3 separate regions of the Mus musculus genome follow, and regions 2 and 3 are each linked to region 1. The links are chromatin contacts, called in public HiCAR-type and HiChIP or PLAC-seq maps. All regions are on one chromosome and are shown on one strand. Each heading gives the region's core, a stretch centred on a gene start, on an enhancer-like site or on the middle of the called end of the contact. The rest is flanking DNA. Distances are from core to core; before and after follow the strand shown.

The links. HiCAR-type assays count read pairs that join an accessible place to other places. HiChIP or PLAC-seq counts read pairs in DNA pulled down with a chosen protein or histone mark.
Region 2: a HiCAR-type map of embryonic stem cells shows a contact between it and region 1, with 2.7 times the contacts expected there. The contact joins two enhancer-like sites. A contact is called at or near these places in 2 of 115 datasets of contacts at active chromatin or transcription factors (embryonic stem cells and stem cell-derived neural progenitor cells) and 1 of 9 other capture datasets (embryonic stem cells).
Region 3: a contact with region 1 is called in an H3K27ac HiChIP or PLAC-seq map of epiblast stem cells. The contact joins two enhancer-like sites. A contact is called at or near these places in 6 of 15 datasets of contacts at CTCF or cohesin (CD8 T cells, the G1E-ER4 cell line, the NIH/3T3 cell line and 2 more), 105 of 484 Hi-C or Micro-C datasets (the 63-12 cell line, B cells, the Ba/F3 cell line and 51 more), 10 of 115 datasets of contacts at active chromatin or transcription factors (cardiomyocytes, embryonic stem cells, epiblast stem cells and 2 more) and 1 of 9 other capture datasets (embryonic stem cells).

The regions. Positions count from the first base shown.
Region 1 is chr17:79,653,027-79,655,726 of GRCm38.p6, reverse strand. The region is part of intron 4 of Rmdn2 (regulator of microtubule dynamics 2); the gene reads right to left. It overlaps Gm33006 (a long non-coding RNA gene), which reads left to right. Exons shown (of 4, transcript XR_876982.2): 2 at 22-167. Among named protein-coding and RNA genes, the nearest start is that of Gm33006, 14 kb to the left of the region's middle. Within about 2 kb of position 1,391, at least 10 of the 459 cell types and tissues checked have an H3K27ac peak or open chromatin away from gene starts, as enhancers often do. A contact at or near this core is called in differentiating embryonic stem cells, embryonic stem cells and epiblast stem cells, where this site is marked.
Region 2 is chr17:79,967,783-79,970,482 of GRCm38.p6, reverse strand. All of the region lies in intron 2 of Gm41625 (a long non-coding RNA gene), which reads left to right. Among named protein-coding and RNA genes, the nearest start is that of Gm41625, 13 kb to the left of the region's middle. Within about 2 kb of position 1,337, at least 26 of the 459 cell types and tissues checked have an H3K27ac peak or open chromatin away from gene starts, as enhancers often do. A contact at or near this core is called in embryonic stem cells, where this site is marked.
Region 3 is chr17:80,007,288-80,009,987 of GRCm38.p6, reverse strand. No RefSeq gene overlaps it. Among named protein-coding and RNA genes, the nearest start is that of Gm22215, 25 kb to the left of the region's middle. Within about 2 kb of position 1,442, at least 37 of the 459 cell types and tissues checked have an H3K27ac peak or open chromatin away from gene starts, as enhancers often do. A contact at or near this core is called in differentiating embryonic stem cells and epiblast stem cells, where this site is marked.

The sequences.
Region 1 (2,700 bases), core at 142-2,641:
CCTCATTTTTCATTTTCAAAGATGATGAGCATTGAAGAACCCCCATATGGAGTCGCTTCAATCACAGCAAAGAAAATTGCCTGAGTTCATCTGCAGGCAGAATGCTGCCCAAGAAGGACAGACACAAGGAACTCAACTGCCAAGCTCTTCTAAGACAGGATAAACAGGTCCATCATAATTCCTGTTTCACAAAAGGCCTGTCAGATTTTCTGGGCCAGAAGGCTGAAGACGATGCTCCAATGTTTTAGAAAATATTGGGGACTGTCCAGGCAGTCAACAGGCTCTGTCATTTCTATAATTTTTGGAAGCTGTGACCCTGCACTTCCTACATACTAAAGTAATATTTATTCCTTCTCAGGTCTCTGATGGGGTTGGAGACTAGATAGTCATAGTCTTAACATAAGTTTAAGATGTTTAGGATTTAAGAAGATGTACCTGGAGCTGAGACGAAAGGATGGACCATCTAGAGACTGCCATATCCAGGGATCCACCCCATAATCAGCTTCCAAACGCGGACACCATTGCACACACTAGCAAGATTTTATTGAAAGGACCCAGATGTAGCTGTCTCTTGCGAGACTATGCTGGGGCCTAGCAAACACAGAAGTGGATGCTCACAGTCAGCTATTGGATGGATCACAGGGCTCCCAATGGAGGAGCTAGAGAAAGTACCCAAGGAGCTAAAGGGATCTGCAACCCTATAGGTGGAACAACATTATGAACTAACCAGTACCCTGGAGCTCTTGTCTCTAGCTGCATATGTATCAAAAGATGGCCTAGTCTGCCATCACTGGAAAGAGAGGCCCATTGGTCACTCAAACTGTATATGCCCCAGTACAGGGGAATGCCAGGGCCAAAAAAAAATGGGAATGAGTGGGTAGGGAAATGGGGGGGGGAGGGTATGGGGGACTTTTGGGATAGCATTGGAAATGTAATTGAGGAAAATATGTAATAAAAAAAAGAATATTTAGATTCTCCTCCTTAAAAAAAAAAAAAAAAAAAAAAAGATGTACCAAGTCTAAGAAGATGATTTTAGGATGTTAATACAAATTAGGATAGAAAATGATTTAGATCTAAAACTCTAAACTCACCAAGATAGGACAGATGATAGAATCTAAATTGCCAAATATAAACAGATAGGCTTTTAAATTTAACTCTTTCCTAATAATTGTCATTATTGTTTTATAATTGTTCCACTCTAAGTTGTTTATTGTTATTTAGACAAAAGGGGGAAATGCGGAGGTTTGGTGAGTTGCTATGTATTGTAATGCTAAATTCTGAATCCCAAGGTCTAGCTGCCTCAAGATGACTGAATTCTCAGGTATGCAACCTTTTGTATTGCAAACCTTGCTTGTTAATTTAAAACCATTAGTTGATAAAGACGCCTATAGCTGGGCAGGAGAGGTGGGTGGGGCTTCAGTTCCTGGGATTGGGGTCTGAGGAGAGACCAGAGGAGAGGGTGAAGAGGAGGAAGGAGGAAGGCGCCATGGGGCAGGTGAGTCAAGAGTGCATGGCCTGTTGGAGCAGGAGCAGCAAAGGTGGGACATGGCAAGTGAAATCTTGAGGTTACTGACAGAGAAGTAAACAAACTAGCATAAGGGGTTGATAGATGCCCAGCTCTAATGCTTAAAGGCTTATTATAAATATAAAGATTTTGTGTGTGTGTGTGTGTTTTAATTTGGGAACTAAATGATCTAAGGTGAGGTAGAAGCCCCCAAATAATACTTACTGGAGAACTGAACTATGATGGTTAGTCATTGGTCCTTTATACAGTCATTTCTCTAGTGTGGCACTGTCACACTCACGGGTCCCTTCTTGCACCTCTCCTCACCCTTTCTTGCCACACTTCATTTTAGCACTGTTCCCAGAACACTAACATGGTGAGGTAATTTCTTAAGTGTACAATTAAAAGTGATCCTTTTTGCTTTACTTCAGTATTTGAATACATTCCTTCTGTATGAATGAAAATGGTGCCCTCTTCTTCTTGTGACATGGTAAATTTTCTTCTTAAGGATAAATCTCATTTTAACCCCATGCGGCACTCTGGCCGCTAGATCTCCATCCTGTTTTCCTATTTCTCTGTCTCATATATCAACTCATGTTCCAGCTTCATTCTGTCACTGTGACAAATAACCATGACCAAAAGGGACTGAGGAGGACTCATCATAGACTGTCATTGGGGAAAGTCACAGCAGAAACTCAAGCAGGGACTCAGGTGCAAGCCTGTTTGCCATTCCACACACTCCTTCTAAACAAAGAACTTACCCACAGCCAAGGAAGAGCAGCAGAAACCAAACCATGGAGGAATGCCACCTGACGGCTTGTTTGCAGGTCCATGCTTATCTACCTTTCTTCTTCAGTCTGGAACTATCTGCCCAGGGATTGGTCCCACCCACAGTGGGCTGGGCCCTCTTACATCAATTATCAACCAGGACAATCCCCACAGTCATGCTCACAAATCTGATCTAGTAAATCCCTCTGCTGAGATCCCTTCTCAGACAACTCTAAGTTTCATCAGGTTAATACTTAAAGCTGGAAGAACATCTCACTTGAGCTCTCGTTCAATTTAAAAACAGAGTCTAGAGAATTTTACCTGTGGGAACTGTTATCTCCATAAGAAGATTTCCCTACATGAACCTCTAGCTCCTGCTATCGACTCCTCATTTTCTTTATACAAACTTAACACCCTGTAGTCTGAAA
Region 2 (2,700 bases), core at 88-2,587, 310 kb before region 1:
GGTATCAGAAGACTTAGATCTTTGGGAACATGGTGCCTTAATAGTCTCGAATGGTGTTGGATAGCAGTAGTGAAGAGAGGACTTCTCTCTCCTGATTGCCCCCTCCCTCTCCTGGGCATCACCAGCAGGACTGACAGGTGTGGACCTGCTGAGACCATAGCGTGTCCATTCTAAGCCTCTTTCACACTGCAGTGCAACCCTCAGAGCTCGTTTTTTTTTTTCTCAGTTGCTACCATATACTGTGTTTCTTCAAGCTTTCCCATATGTCCAAGTAGGATCCGATCATCCCAACTCCCCAAGTTTTCCACTTCCTATTTGTGTGCCAGCCTATTTGGAGTTAAAACCGCGAGAGCCTTTTGGACAGCATAGGACACTATCAGAGTTTCCGAAGCGCGGTTGCTGGGAGTCTGACTGCCTTTTTAGGGAAGGCCTCTCATTGACCTGCTGAGGTTTACTTTAAATTTCAACTGGCTTGCAAACGCATTCTCCTTTGACAGCCCTCGCTTGAAATGCATTTGCTCTGAGCAAACACAGGGTCAAGTCTTTGAGTGTTAGGTGGTTCTTCTTGCCTGAGAGTTACCTATCTGACTTCCCGTCAGATGAAGGCCCTGCCGCCCTTCCCCCAACCCCTCCAGCCTCTGAGAATTCCCCCTTTGCTGGGGGTGGGGGTGGGGAATGGTGTGTACTATACTTTACCATTTCCTCATACATTTTGCATATATTTTCGTTTTGTCTTGGAGGATTAGAAGTCAGCAGGAGTAAACTCAACTCCACCTTCGCTGATTGGATTAAAAGTGAACACAGACTCTCAGAAAAAAACCAGTTCTGGAGAACGGAAGGCCTCACAAGGTCAAAGCCATTCAAAACCAAAATCTACTTAGTATAATCACTTCCTGGTTGAGGAGGGGCAGAGAGACCGCAGAGAAACTGGATAAACTCATGAGTTATGGGAGTAGGTGTGGAAACGGTAGGGAGCCTGGGTCCCTGGCTTGGGAGCCCTGTATGCAAGTCTTCTCTTTTCTTTTTTGAGTCCTTACAGAGGCAGACCCAGATGTTGCCCTGGGGAGGGAGGCTGGTCTGCCATCCCATTCCCCAGCTGTGTCTCTTGCACCCAATGGCCACTGCTTGCCTTTTTGTTTGATGCTGAGCCCGTCGTAGAGATGGCATGGTATCTGCCATTATTTTGCCCTTCTACCTAGCTCCCCACATTGGTAGAGAGTGGAAGCAAGCCATGACCCCAGGTACTGTGGTAGTTCAGTGGGGTAGCCGTGGAGCCATGCCAGCATCTTAGTGGCAAGTACTAGTCAGGGTGAGGAGAGTAGCCAGACTGGAAAAGCTCACTGGGTGCAGTGAGGTTGCACAGTGCCTAACTCCTCCCTTGTGCAAGCTGGGGACAGATTCTGGGCTAAGGCAGGGGGTGGAAGAATTGCTTTTTAGATTAGGGTGTCAAGGATTTATTATCGTTTTCTTGTAGCTGGGACAAAAACACCCGCTAACACAACATGATAAGGAAGTTTCTGTTGTCTCATGGTTTGAGGGAAGGCGTGGAGGTAGGAGTGGGAGGTGTCTGGCCACATCGCCCCATGTAGTCAGGACACAGGGAGAGGCGAATGCATGAGCTCCGTTCCTTTCTGTCACTTTACTGAATCCGATTCTACCCGGTGAGGCACCAGGAACAAGGCCAGCGGTATCCAGGGTGGGTCTGTCCACCTCAGCTGATCTCTGGTAATTCTTTACAGACAAGCCCGGAGATGTGTCTCTTGGGTTGGCTCCAAAGCCCACCAACATGACAACCAGGATAATAAAGCACCAGTGAGGAGGAATGATGGGAGTCTTGGCCCAACGTGTGAAGTCCAGTGGGCATGTGACTCTCAGGCAAGGCTTAGCAATAACTGCAATGGGGGTCTGGCAGGAGTGCAGAGCCTGGTGGCCGGGTTCACATAGGATTGGGAAACCACACACTTTAAAGCCAATGCAGGATGATCTGGGACAGCCTAGATCTAGGCAGGACATTAGGGGCAAGCTTTTGTGTCCTGCAGACAGCCAGAAGCAAGAACCTGATCAGCAAGTACTTTTCTAGGTCCCTGGTACCTCTCTGGCATGCTGAGCATTAGAAACTGGCATGGGGTTGATACCCTTCATAGACCTGCCTGGGTCTCGTCTAGGAGCCTTTCAAGGTTTGACTGTGTACTTAAGTGAGCTGGAATTATAAAGGCAAGGGAATGAATGGGTAGTCAACTGGCTAGTAGATTAGAAAATGCTAAAGAGATGGTATCACGCCAGACACGGTGATGCCTACCTGTAGGCTCAGTACTTAGGAGGCATGGGCAGGGGGACTACCTTAAGCTTGAGGTCAGTCAGGGCTGTATAGCAAGACATCCGCACACATACACCAAACAGGGCTGTACTACAGATTATAAGGCAAACTACATTACCCCACTATGATTCCATACAGGCACAATTTGCCTGAGCCATTTAGCATAGGGAAAGGAGACGGGAGGAGCAGAAAGAGAGCTGAGAGTTTTGCATGGGTGGAAGGCAGTGCAGTTTTCTGATCCCATCTCCTGGTACAGTGGGGAGGGGGATGTGGCAGGGATGTCAGGGGGAGGGGGAAGGGGTGGCGATGAGTGAGTATTTCACAGAGCATCCGTGGAATAGATCTCTGCGGTTTGCTTTGGTTCCAAGCTAACTTGCTGGAAC
Region 3 (2,700 bases), core at 193-2,692, 350 kb before region 1:
CAATTGAACAGGGCTCACTGCTGATCAGGAGCCAACCCCCCCCACCCCCACCCCCGTCTCTGCAGAGTGCTCTTTGGAACTGTTCTCTTCCTCCTTAGCTTTCCCTTGTGCATCTTGCAGTTTCTTCAATATTCAAGGTGGCCGCGCACAAAACCTACAGGCTCTCTCTCTGCCTCCTTTTGTCCTGGGCCTTTTACCCATAAACTCAGTGCTGCAGGTCGCCTCTTCATTCCATTCTCCTGGGACTGATCTTAGCTAGGGTTCTACTTCCAGTGCTTGTGTGCACCGCGCTATCTAATGTGGAAACGGACTCATTTAGTTATTTCCAAACCCGAGGAGAGAGGGCCAGAAGGGACCTCATGTTCCTTACCGAGGCCTCTGCATAGCGCCACATCCGTTCTCTGTAACTATGGATTCTGATATTGGGAACTTCCCATGAAAAGGGAGGTGGTTGGGGGGATAAGGAGTCATTAAGCACCTCAGATTATGTGTATTATACTGGACCAAAGTTCTCCATAAACTAAAACCGGAATTCGATGCTATCGTGCTCACAAACTCGAGCATTGGACTCTACATCCATGACTGAGACCAGTACTAAACTTGAGAATAAGTTCATGGACTACCTGAGGCCTGCTTAGTAATACTTCATGTTTTCTTTCGTTCCTCATTACACTAGCCATTGAAGAATGATATGTTTTAAGTATTTTATTTTGCTTTTAAAGACAAAGTCTTTCCACGCAATTCATAATGGCCCTGGAACTTGCTCTGTATGTAGTACAGGTTAGCCTCCTGCCTCAGCCTCAGCTCGGACTACAGATATGTGCCACACTCCCCCCTGCCCTCCGACTGAGTATGTGATAGTTTGAGAACTATTATGCTAGCTTTTTCTGTGGTATTAAACGCTGGCTCTCAGCCATTGAAACTCCAGTGTGTGTAACACTAACACCTGGCAAAGCGCCAACTTCCTAAATGCCTGCTGACAGTCATTTGCAAAGCATAGGAAGTGTTCTGTTGACTGTTAGAGTGAGGAGCTGGGAGACATAGGGCCTAGGTTTCTATTTTCAGCTCAGATACCAACGGAATAATAAACAACCACAGGGGGTTCCTTCCCTGAGGTCTTGAGACCAGGAATGAGGAAACATATAGAAACAAAGACGTTTCAAGTGCCCGACATTAATCCGCAGTCTTTCTGGAGAGCAGGGCTGTGATTTCTGGGTTTAGGGTTTTCACTAAGGTGAGAGGTGACAGGGCCTCCATTTCTTCATCTGTGAAATGCAGAGGTTGGCCTGGATGATCTCAAATGTCACTGGCCACTGGAGGATCAGGGACTTCAATCCTGACCTCTCTCCCAGGGTTTTGGCTTGTTCTTCCAGTTCTTCAGAGATCTGATTCTATTCTTCAGCCGGCAGCCTCAGTTTGGGCAGCCATTCTCTTTGATGTGTCTGAGGAGCTTGGGGAAAAAAACAGCAGGTCACAGAACATAGAACAGACAAAATCCGAGGCCACCTGTGGCAGAACCTTGGCAACCTTCCAGAGAAGAGGTGAGCATTTCAAAATCACATCTGTTATCAGGGAAAATTTACAATGTTTCAACTAAGCCCCATTGTGGGTTTTTACCTGCGAAAAGAGAAACAAAACCCAAACCATTCTTTTGAAGAAGACACTAGCTGACCTTCCATGCAGCATAGCATAGAGAAGAGGCTGCTCCAAGCTCCTGTCACTGTTGCTATTATTGTGTAAATATTGATCTTTATTATTTTAAAATTTGATCTTTATTATGTTTGAATTTAAAAAAAAAAGAAATAAAAGGAGAACATGACTGGAAATATAAGCTAGAAATAAAAGGAAATAAACAGCCAAAGGTAGAGACATCTGGCAAACTCCAGAGTGAACAGGCCATGCGAGGATAGGGGGAGGGGAAAAGGAGCAAGACGGGTGGCCTGCGGTAAGAGTCTGGCCAAGAGACTGGTGTAGCCAAAATGGCTGAGTTATATAGGTGCCAAAGGAACTATCCAGAGGGAAGCCGGGAGTTCGGGATAGAGGGACAGGTATGCTAGGCAGGAGGATACTATAACTATAACAGGTCGGGACCAAGGGATGCTGGGAGAACCTGGGGGCCAGCATCAGCTTTGAAGTGTGTTAATAAGTATGGTAGCTACTTGTGTGGGGTTTGAGCCTTAACAGTTTGTGTGTGTGTCTGTGTGTGTCTGTGTGTCTGTGTGTCTGTGTGAATGAATGCTGTGTGTCTGTGTGTGTGTGTGTGTGTGTGTGTGTGTGTGTGTGTGTGTGTCTGTGTGAGTGAATGCTGTGTGTTTGTTGCTCTGCCTCTCAGACCAGGCATGTATTAAAGGAGTCTGACAGCTTCATAGTAGTGTCTCCTTTAATACCTTTCTTTTAGTCCTAGGCAGAGACAAGCTGCTCTCTGAGTCGGAGGCCAGTCTATAGCACAAGCTCCAGGCCAGCCAGGGCTACATGGAGAAACCCTGTCATAAAAAACCCCAAAACCAAACCAAACCAAACCAAACCAAACCAAACCAAGCCAAGCATAAGTAATTTGGCAAATCGATGGTGTACAGTATCTCCTAGAGATACTGATCTTTCTTCCTTTGTACAAGAAAGACCATGTTTCATGTTCTAGGAGTATATTTCTGTTTAGGCCTCTCACAGGACTGGTCACATCTCGCGTGTGTGTTTGGTTTC